Linked DNA regions of Mus musculus: region 1 is linked to region 2. The links are chromatin contacts, called in public Hi-C maps. All regions are on one chromosome and are shown on one strand. The core of a region is the stretch at or near the end of the contact, and the rest is flanking DNA. Distances in the headings are between cores, read along the strand shown. Region 1 holds the start of Txnrd3 (thioredoxin reductase 3). Region 2 overlaps Chchd6 (coiled-coil-helix-coiled-coil-helix domain containing 6).

What was found. A called contact is a pair of places that touch in the nucleus more often than the background predicts.
Region 1: a contact with region 2 is called in a Hi-C map of the MNK3 cell line, with 3 times the contacts expected there. The contact joins the promoter of Txnrd3 here to the enhancer-like site in region 2. A contact is called at or near these places in 2 of 39 promoter capture datasets (3T3-L1-derived adipocytes and hippocampal neurons), 1 of 15 datasets of contacts at CTCF or cohesin (large pre-B cells), 2 of 484 Hi-C or Micro-C datasets (B cells and the MNK3 cell line), 3 of 115 datasets of contacts at active chromatin or transcription factors (extraembryonic endoderm stem cells, pancreatic cancer cells and trophoblast stem cells) and 1 of 9 other capture datasets (adipose tissue).

What each region holds. Positions count from the first base shown.
Region 1 is chr6:89,640,490-89,645,561 of GRCm38.p6, reverse strand. It overlaps Txnrd3 (thioredoxin reductase 3), which reads right to left and starts at 1,574. Exons shown (of 16, transcript NM_001178058.1): 1 at 1,160-1,574. The coding sequence starts at 1,429.
Region 2 is chr6:89,420,219-89,425,165 of GRCm38.p6, reverse strand. The region is part of intron 5 of Chchd6 (coiled-coil-helix-coiled-coil-helix domain containing 6); the gene reads left to right. Among named protein-coding and RNA genes, the nearest start is that of Gm52910, 11 kb to the right of the region's middle. Within about 2 kb of position 2,330, at least 134 of the 459 cell types and tissues checked have an H3K27ac peak or open chromatin away from gene starts, as enhancers often do. A contact at or near this core is called in B cells, the MNK3 cell line, adipose tissue and 1 more, where this site is marked.

The DNA.
Region 1 (5,072 bases), core at 325-2,824, 220 kb before region 2:
ACCATTTCATCCCGTTTCTTGTGGTAGCACTCTTAATAGGAGCCCAGGCTGGCCTTGAATACATGATCCTTCTGCCCAAGCATCTATTTTTTTTTTCATTTAAATTGTGCTAGAAATGGAAGCCAGGGCCTTGCTCCCACTAAGTTACACACCTGGCCTTTATTGTTTCAACTTTCTCATAATGTTAAGTAAACATCAAGATATTGAACAGCCCCATCTTGCATCTTCCTTCCAAAGATTTCAATAAGAATATTTTTATCTCATAATATGAAAACAATGTCGAATGCCCACCCAGCCCCAAATTACAGAGTGTGCAACAGAGCTTAAACTAGCCACGACTTCCATGGTTCTTAAAACCTCCTCTACCTTCATCTTACAAGCTCCCTGCTAGTTCTGAAACCTGGTCAAGGAGCCAAACATGCTAGTTAACAAATGGGATCTAGATCCAGCTTCAGCTAGCCACGCAATCCTATTTTAATAAGACAACAATTTTAAATATTTTTTGGTTGTTCTTTTTTTTTTTTTTTTAACTAAAGCCCATTATCAGGCTGGAAAGCAAATGTTTCCCTAGATGGCAACCTCCCGGGACCCCGTAGTGAGTCAGAGAAGGTAGGCAATGAAACCTGGGAAAGTGCTACAAAAGCCCTACTCCGTCCACCTTCAGGCCCCGCCCACCTCCCATATGTCAGCGCAGGACCGCCCGCCCACTAAGTTCCACCCAAACCCTCCCTTACCCCCCACCCCCCATACACTAGGTCCCACCCACAGAGTTCCACTCAGACCCTCCCTATTAGCCCCTCCCACCAGGACCCCCTTCCACGGTTCCAATCCGCCCAATGAGCCCCGCCCAGACCCTATTCCGGTTACGCCCATCAAGCACCCTCCACAGACCTCCGCTTCGCCCCACCCACCAACCTTGCTCAGACCCCGCCCACCAGGCGCTAACTACTGAGCCCGGGGTTCGCCCGGCTCACTGCTCAGACCTCTGATCAGTCCCCAGATCCGGCTCACAAACTTACCCAGCCTCTTTATCGACGCTCCTCCCCGCCCGGCCCACCCTGTCCTGGCTTCACCTTCACTTCCCTCCTCCCACCGGGATTGCTTAGACCCTGCCCATCAGGCCACGCCCCAGAGCTCTGCTACGGCCGGCCCCGCCTACCCGCGTGCTGTGTGGACAGTAACTCTTGCTGAAGATCATCACCCTGTTGCCCTCGATGAGGTCCCGCAGGCGGCGCCGCAGCTCCTCGCGGGCCTCAGAAGACGGGCGGCTGGTCCCAGGGGAGGCCAGGCGGGCGCGGCGGCCGGGTGGCGACGACATGAGGCCGCCACGGACAGCACCCAGGCGGCGGTTGGGGAGGACTCCAACCTTCCCCAGCCCGGGCGAGGTCTGCGCCCGAGGAGGCGGCGGCGGGGACGGTGGCTTCTCCAGGGCTTTGTTGTCGCTCCGGGCCGAGCCGGGCCTGCTGAGGAACCGGGACGCGGGCGGCCGCCTAGGGGACGACGCCGGCAAAGCCGCTGAGAACTTGAGAACGCTACGCACTGGCCGCGGGCGCACCGGACAGCTACGGGGCCACGCCCCCGACCGCGCGACCCACGGAGAGGGCCCGCCTACCGACCGGCCACGCCCCCGGGAAAACTTTGCCCCACCTCCAGGCCTCCACAGGGCTAAGCTACGCCCCCTTAGCTCAGCCTGGTGAGCCTGCAAACTACTCTGTCTACCACCCAGTGGCACAGTGGCAGTCACTTGCCATTTTCAAAGGTGCGGAATCAAGCTTGTATGCTCTGCTCTTCTTGTAATTACTGTTTTCATTATCGTTTTACCACAGTTTTTGACACCCAGAGGCCTCTCTACAGTTCCTTCCGCTCCTGATTCTCCACCAATCTCAAAATAGGTGCTTTTCAGGAAGGGTAGATGTCTCCACTTTATTTCAGAAAATGTGACAAAAACCTTGTCTAGGAAATACTGATTCTTTTTTAATTTGCACTACTGAAGCTGAATAAAAATTACTATTGCAATTCAGTTTCAATATGAGGTTCCTAGGTTACTACCTCCCCAACCCCTCAACCCACACACACCCTCAGCAATTCACTGTGACAGTGTACTGCTTAGTTTTTGTCAACTTGGAGCATACTAGAGTCACCTGGAAAGAGACTCAACTGAGGAAATGCTTCCTTCAGATTGGCCTGTAGGCAAGCCTGTGGAATATTTTCTGATTAATGATAAATGTGGTGGCATCAGGCCCACTGGGGAGGGGGTGCCACCCTTGGGCAGGTGGTCCTAGGTGGTAAGAGAGCATGCTGAGTGAGCTATCGAGAGCAAGCCCACGAGCAGCAGTCAGCTTCTGCTCCTTCTTGGGTTTTCTGACTTCCCCCAATAATGGAGTGTGACTTGGGACTTTTCCCAAATAAACCCTTTCTTCCTCTAAGTTGTTTTTGGTTAGTGTTGTTATCACAGCAACAGGAAATAACTAGGGCACAATGGATTCTCAAGCCATCCCCAACACAGGAACCATTTGGAAAGAAGGTCAAATAAGAACAGGCGGTATGCAAACATTTTATCAACTGAGCCCTCTCCCTGGGCTCACGTTTTAAAGTTATTGCTGTAAGCAGCCCTTCTGAAGTTCAGCTTCCTGTAAATGAGCAGAGGCACGGACTCTAATTAGTGGCCACTGTTAGTCAGTTAGCTGGACTATCCTTAGCACCTGTGGTCTGGAACGCCCACTCCACAGAGGCCTTGAGGAAAACTGCATGGCCAGTGTATCTGGTGCCTGTCTGAAGGGCAGGCTCAACCAGGGCTGCTTCAAACATTTGAGCCAGACTTGTTATCACCAACCCTTGAACCCTAGAAGACCCTACTAAAACTCAAATCTTTTTCACTTGCAACCCTTTTTAACCTGAATGATTTCACATGATCTCAAAAGTACATTCAACAGATTCACAAACATTTACTGGTAATAAATCATAATGAATTTAATTTTTAGGAAAATCTTAGGTACCTTTATAATTTCACCCTTTATTAAAGATGAGAGCAAATTTACATTCTAATGAGATGGATGGATAGGGTTGTTTGTTTTTACATAAAACAAATCTTGGCTGAAAATTCAATACCATAGAAGGTAGAACATTGTCACTGTTTTTCATAATTGATCAATATTTTAATTTTATAATTGTCAATACCGAGAGTGTTGCTTTGCATAAATACAAAGAGTGTTTAGAGCTATCTTAGAAATGGTTGGAAGTTCTGCTCTAATCCCAAGCCAACACTCATTTAACATTTTTTTTTTATGAAACTTAAGTATGCAGCTCAAATAGCAATTTTTGAAATCAAACATTCTAACACAATACAAATCTAAATATATACTAATTTGTTCCTTACATGCTGAGGAACGCTGGGAGGAAAATATTAAAATTCTTTGTTTTCTGTAATTAAATCATTCGTTTTTATAGCAACAGAAAAATCTGCTGTAGACTTAAGAACACTGCCTTGCACAGTATTGCCGTCTTCCATTCTAAGGCATGGTGTTTCAGGCAGTGTTTGTGGGCTGTGTGCAGGTTTGATGGCATGCACAGGGCAACAGGCGCGCATGCATTGTGTTTGAAACCGAGGCTGTCTCACTGAAGTCAGGTAACAACACTGGCAAGGCCTAACTGGCAGAATCACCTTTGATTCATTGTGTTTTGATTTTGAATTGGTTGTTGGGCTTTCACAAACCTCAGAAAATGTAGGAGGGTAGCTCTCGAATGTGTGGAGTACATGTATGTATGCCACATGTATACAAGGACCCATAGATGTCAGCCGTGGTGTCAGACCTCCTGGAACTGGAATTGCAGATACTTGGAAGCTACCATGTGCATGCTGCGAACCAAACCCAGGTTCTCTATAAGAACAGTGAGTGCTCTTCGCTGCTCAGCATCTTTCCAGCCCCCTTCAGAAACCTTTTACTGCTGTCAAAATTGTCATACACCCCACATTTTGTGTCATGTCACTTGAGGTCATGACCCACAGCTTAAGACCCTGGGATCTGTTGGAACCTGTTGCAGGCCTTGTGCATGGTGTCATAGTCTCTGAGCTCATATGTGCATCAGTCTTGTGCCTAGAAGACGATGTTTTCTTGGAATTGTCCTTCACCTCTGTCTCCGACAATCTTCTGCCTTCTCTTCTGCATAGAACCTCATAGGGAGGGGTTTGCTGAAGCCATCCCATTTAGAACTGAGTGCTCCAATGTCTCTCTCTCTCTCTGCACATTGCCCTGTTGTGTGGGTTGCTGTGTTAATTACTATCCACTACAAGAAAAAGCTTCTCTTTTGGGGCAGTGAGCTGCGCACAGACAGCCTGGTCTCCAGTCGAGCAAAGATCTAGAACCCCAGGGGACCCGATGGGTGATGATTTTCACCTACATGGAACGGAAGGTGTTCGATCATGTCTCCTGGACCCCTGGCTCCTGTCCAAGTTACTGCCCCCACAGCCCCCACAGGAGAGGTGTGTGACTATTAGTCACACAGACAATATCCCAAGCTCCTGGCATTCTGGCTAGACTCCACCCCCACAGTTACAAAATAGCCCAGCCCACTATAAAAAGAGCTGCTTGGCCCCCTCCTCACTCTCTTTAAGGCCTCACATTTCTTACTCTCTCTCCTTTCCCCCTTCTTTCCACGTGGCCATGGCTGGCCTCTCTCCCTCTTTCTACCTTCTCTCTTCCCCCCCCCCCCCCGGCCTTTCTACAATAAAGCTCTAAAACCATAGACTGTCTCTGCTCATCAAGGCCCGCTGTGCTTGAACCATGGGATAGACTTTCCCCTAACGGACCGTGTCTAACCTCCCACCAGAAGGCCTTCCTACCCTCCAGCCATGAAGACTCTCGCCTGAGTGGGAACCACCCAGTCCCCCAACCCCTGCCTTCTCCTCCCTCAGTCTCAGGGCTGAATAACACCCCCCAAGCTCCCAATTGTTCTCAGCTCTTCCAAGGTATCCAACGTAAGATGCCCAAGACTAAGAACCTGTTACCTAGGACTGCCCCTTGTTCACCACCCGCCGTGGCTTCCCACAGCCAGACACCCACCCGGGGCCACAT
Region 2 (4,947 bases), core at 1,081-3,580:
ACACATGTGACTGTTGCCTCTTGCATCCTCCCACAGCTTGTGTTAAAATACTCCCACCACTTGGGCAGGAATCCAAGTCCCTGAGCTTCAATCTGCCTGCCCTCCCCAAGCCATGCCTTAGTCTTCTGTGCCCTGGTCATACCATGTGCTACCCCAAGTTGGTCTGCAGTAGCCTGCTAAATCTATGAGTACAGACCCAGTGCAGAGCTGGAGCTTAGGAACTGTCTTCCTCCTAACTAGCCTGTGCATCACTCTTATGGTTCTGGCCTTGGTTTTAATTTATTCAGCAATTCTTGTATCAGGCCCTCTCACAGGCTCTGGGGATAGACCATGAGCAAATGAGACTAAAAGCCCTATGATGAGCCTTCTTTCACTCCTCAGCTCTCAGAATTCTTCCACACTCTGCTGGCCTTGTTGGTTCATATGCATAAAGTGAGCGTTGTTTGTTAAGTTCTTAAAACATTTATTGAGTGTCCAGTGTGTGCCAGGCATTGTGTAATTCTATAATGCATTGCCCTGCCCCCACTCCCATCCAGCCTGTGCTGACTACTCCATCATCTTACTGTACAGAGGAGAGGACATGGCAATGCAAGTCTTGCCCAGGACACACACTAGGAGGAGAGGTCCTGACCTGAACACCAGAAGCCCACTCTGTTCCTACATGGCCCTGCATGGTTTCTCCATAGTGATATCAGCTGAGTTCTCTCTAATGCTATGACCCTTCTCAAGCTGGGTCTCCATGACACCCAGCCCTGTTTTCTTTTTCCTTAGTAGATCATTCCTGAATGCTTTTGGCCTAGGTATCTGTATTGAGGGCTCTGGCCCAGGAGCAGCTCTTTTCCAGGCATATAGGGTAAGCTCTTGTTTCCATATCCATTGTCATATACATGGACACATGGGCCTCACCCTGACCTGCACTTGGGAGACTTGCTGCCAACCTCTGTGCCCCTACATCTTTCCATTCTGCTGCTTCTCCTAGCTCTGCCTGGGGATAGCAGGTCGATCTCTCCTGCCCACGACATGTTTTGATGCTATCCTCCCCTTCCCGCCTTCCCACCTTGCTTCTCTCACCCTCACACTCTCTTTTGATCTTGCAAATCCAGGCCCTTGGAGAAATCAGACAGTATGAAATATGAAAACTGCTTGGGAAGTAATTGAAGAAACACTGCGACTTTTGAAACCCACAGAGATAATGCTCACACCTTCTTACTCACATTATTTAATTTTTAATGGCAAATTTAATTAATGGAGATCAGGTCTTCTGCCTTCAGATGTGCTCAAGAAGCAGCTGCAGGCAGCGGAGGAGGGGCAGCTGTCTAGAGCAGAGGAAAAGGCATTCCAGAAGTGGGAACCTGAGGACTCTATGGGAAGAAAAGTCTCCAAAACTATCAGTTCATGATGGTGGGCACAGATGACGTGCGGACAGTGCAGGCCCATCAGAGAGCTGTCAGAAAGCCTGTGAGCTTCTGTGGTAACTGTAGCTCCCAGGTCCTGGGCAGTCCAGGACCCTCCAGTGCTGATGACCCCTCCAGAAAGATGGGACTCCATTGTCCACAGCTGCCACAGTCTTTTAAAAACAGTACTGCTTTGCTATTCCCTCACTTAAACAGACAGGCATAGTAGCTGAGGACTGTAATTTCAGCACTCAGGAGGCTGAGATAGGAAGAGCACTGTGACTCTTAGTCCAGTATTATCTACATAATGAGTTCCAGTTTAGCCTGGGCTATAAAACAAACCCTTGTTTCAAAAAACACAAAACAAACAAAGCCAGGGTTTTATTCACCCCTCATTGGAACTCAGGCTCTGAGCCTGAAGTTGAGTCAGCTGCACCCACTGAGTATCTTAGCCCTCCCTGCCCTTGATCCCACTGTTTGACAGTCTCTGCTCCCCTCATGTACCTGCACTGCCCTTTGGACACCCATGTTCTCTCTCTTCATGGGTCCTCCTCCTTGTTTGGCTCATATCTTCTTATCCTTTACAGTTCATTAGAAATAAATGCAGTCTTTGTCTCAAGACCCTGACTTCTAGAGTATTCTCTGTAGATAGGCTCATTCACACACAGAGCTGCAGGTAGGCACTTGTTCTCCTCAGCACTGTTTACAACGGTAGGAGAATTTGTTGGCCTAGAGGACATGGTAGGAGCTGTTTGACTTGAGGTGCAGAGGGCTTACTCACAGAGCCCTCCCCCCACTGTGCTCCCTCACAAGGTGCTCCTTCACAGGGTGTGCTTTCAGTGTGGTCCTTCAGAGTGCCCACTCACAGCGTGCCTCACAGAATGCTCTCTAATTAAAGTACTTGCCCACAAGGTGCTCACAAGTGTACCATGACCTCACCCAGAAGTAGGAAGGAGATGGGTGGGGCCAGGATACAAGCCCCAGCATGCTTGCCACTCACTATAACCCCTGGCCTGCTTTCACTTTTGAAAATATTGATGTGACAAAAATTGTGCTGTAAAGTTGAGTGCTAGTCTGCCATGAACTAGACCGTGGACTCCATTGTTGGAACCACCAGAGGCAGAGAGGGGGAGCGAGAGAAATACTTTGGTTGGGTTCAGTTCAGGTATCAGTTCCCAAGAAGACTGTCTGATCAAGTTTACAGGCTGCTCTGGTAGGTATTCTGACAGCTCAAAATACTGGCCTCATGCCCATTTGTAATTGTGACATTGTGGTGTCTGAGCATCCATATGGCCAGAGCACAGGCTCCAGTTGACTTGGATCCCACCCCCATTCCTAGTGTTCTCAGGATGAACAAATTGACCAGTCCTTAAGAAGCCCACAATTATGACAAGTTGTAGTCTACAGGATCCTTGTCCTTAATGAGGAAGGCTGGAGAACCAGGGGCTCATGGACAAATGAACCTCTGTTGTGGCTTGGAGACCTTTCCTGTGCTTCTGGGCCAGTGGTTGTTACACAGCCCACTGCCATGGGTCTGCACGGCAGTCAGGATGGGACCAATGGGGGATTTTCACTGAGTCATCATGAGGAAAATAGAGGAAGCTACGGGGGGGGGGGGTGGCAGTAACCACTTCTTGGCCTGTGGACACTTCCTATGACAAATCCTACTGACCACATGATTGGCTCTATGTCCCCTGGGACAGATGCATGCTGCCTACCATACAGAGCAATGGCTCTAGGCCTCTTCTGCTTGCCCACAGTACATGGGCCCCATCTCAGCCTTTGAGTCCTCTCTTTGAGAGGGACTCAGCAAGTGACTGGGCCTGGAAGCCTGTGATCTGACCCGTGAACACATATAGAAGAAAAGAAACTCAAAAGAGTTGGGTGGGTTTTTTATGAGGAAGAAAGACCCACGTCTGTGGAAAGAACACGAGGTTCTTTGTGGCTTCAGAAGCTCTACGGTGTATGTGGGTTGGGGAGATCTGGGTGCTTTTCTCTCACTCTGCAGTTAAGAAATCAAAGCTTAGAGGAAGTAAGTGGTTTACCACAGACTGCGGCCAGTACACACCAAAGTGCTGTCATACTGTGAGCCCATGAGCCAGGCCACATCCTCAGGAGGCTCCACCAGAAGCCCAGTGGTCACAAAGGAACATGTGCTAGAGGAATTGGGAGAGACTGATCAGGTTGCCTCTGCCTTTATCCTCAGCCACGACAGCCATATCAGGGAATGTCACACCATTTGAAGCAGGGATGTGAGCGCAAGGACTCAGAGGAGAAGCAGAAAGCTTCCCGAGTGTGCCATTAATATAGATCTTCTACTGCCAGGCTGTGAGGAAGACTTGTGTTTATTTCATGCCTGTTGTGTACTGAAGTTGTTGGCATGCCTTAGAGAAGGCTCCCTGGTGTGGAGAGAGGAAACTAGAAGGGATAAGCTAGATGACCTGCTCCACCTTCTAGTTCCTGGGCCTCCCCGCCAGGGACTCTGTGTTCCTAAGCTCTCCTGCAAGAGTCTCCTTTTCATGATGACCTCCCACCAATCCTGCCTGAGACTGTAGACAGTGGAAATCTCAGAGAGCGGATAAAGGTGGAGCCTGATTCCAGCCCAGACCTGTGTTCACCTAGTCTCCTAGAGGAAGTTCTCTGCCTTAGTTCCCTTCCCTATAGACCTAATCGGGTTCCACACCACATAATGTGCTCTCCTGGCAACCTGTATTCAGACTTCTCTTTTCCTGTCCATCCAGGGACTGGCTTGTTGCTTTTCTTCAGCAGGTAGGTAGAGCCAGGTGGAGCCTGACAAATGTGCAAGGAGGTCCAGCCCTAAGAGTCCAGAGTCCTTTCACTGTCATGTCAGTTTATTGCAAGGACTGATGAGCCTGAAGCTGTTTGCTCATCTCAAACGCCAAGAGTCCCTTATCAGGAGTGAATACATTGCTGTGCAAAGGACCTGACCTTGGCATCCACAAAGGGCCACACAAAGGCATCTGTTACTGGCTTCATACCCCACTCAAGACATCTGACCACTTACCCTACACCTCTGTACAGGGCCCACTTAACCCACCCTGTCTCAGCCTCCAGATGTGGCCTTCCCCTGCAGTCTATTTGTCTGACCAACTGCATGGATCTGAATACTCCCACCTGGAGTGCAAAGGCCTGAGGCTGAAAGGATGTCAGTATCAGTCTTCTCTGGGAGCAAACGAAGATGTCAGAGCTTTAGAGAAAAAGGAAAGTGTTAGGCTAGGCCTGTGTGACCAGAAGTGACTAACAAGTTAAGCAACTTACTGAAAATCACATTGTAACACCAGGATCAAACACAGCTGGCATGTTCTTGCTCCTAGGTTTGTCCTGCCATCCTGAGTCTGTAGGTATATGTGTAATGGATAACTTCAGAGAAGATAGGTCCATGCCTTAAGACCCTCCCACAGTGCATCATGGGAAGCAACAGAGCATGCCTCAGTCTAGGAGTCAAGACACTGGATAGCCCTGACACTGCTGCTCACTGTATGACTTTGGCTTGTCACTTGACCTCTTTAGGCAGCATGGCCCATTTGTCCAG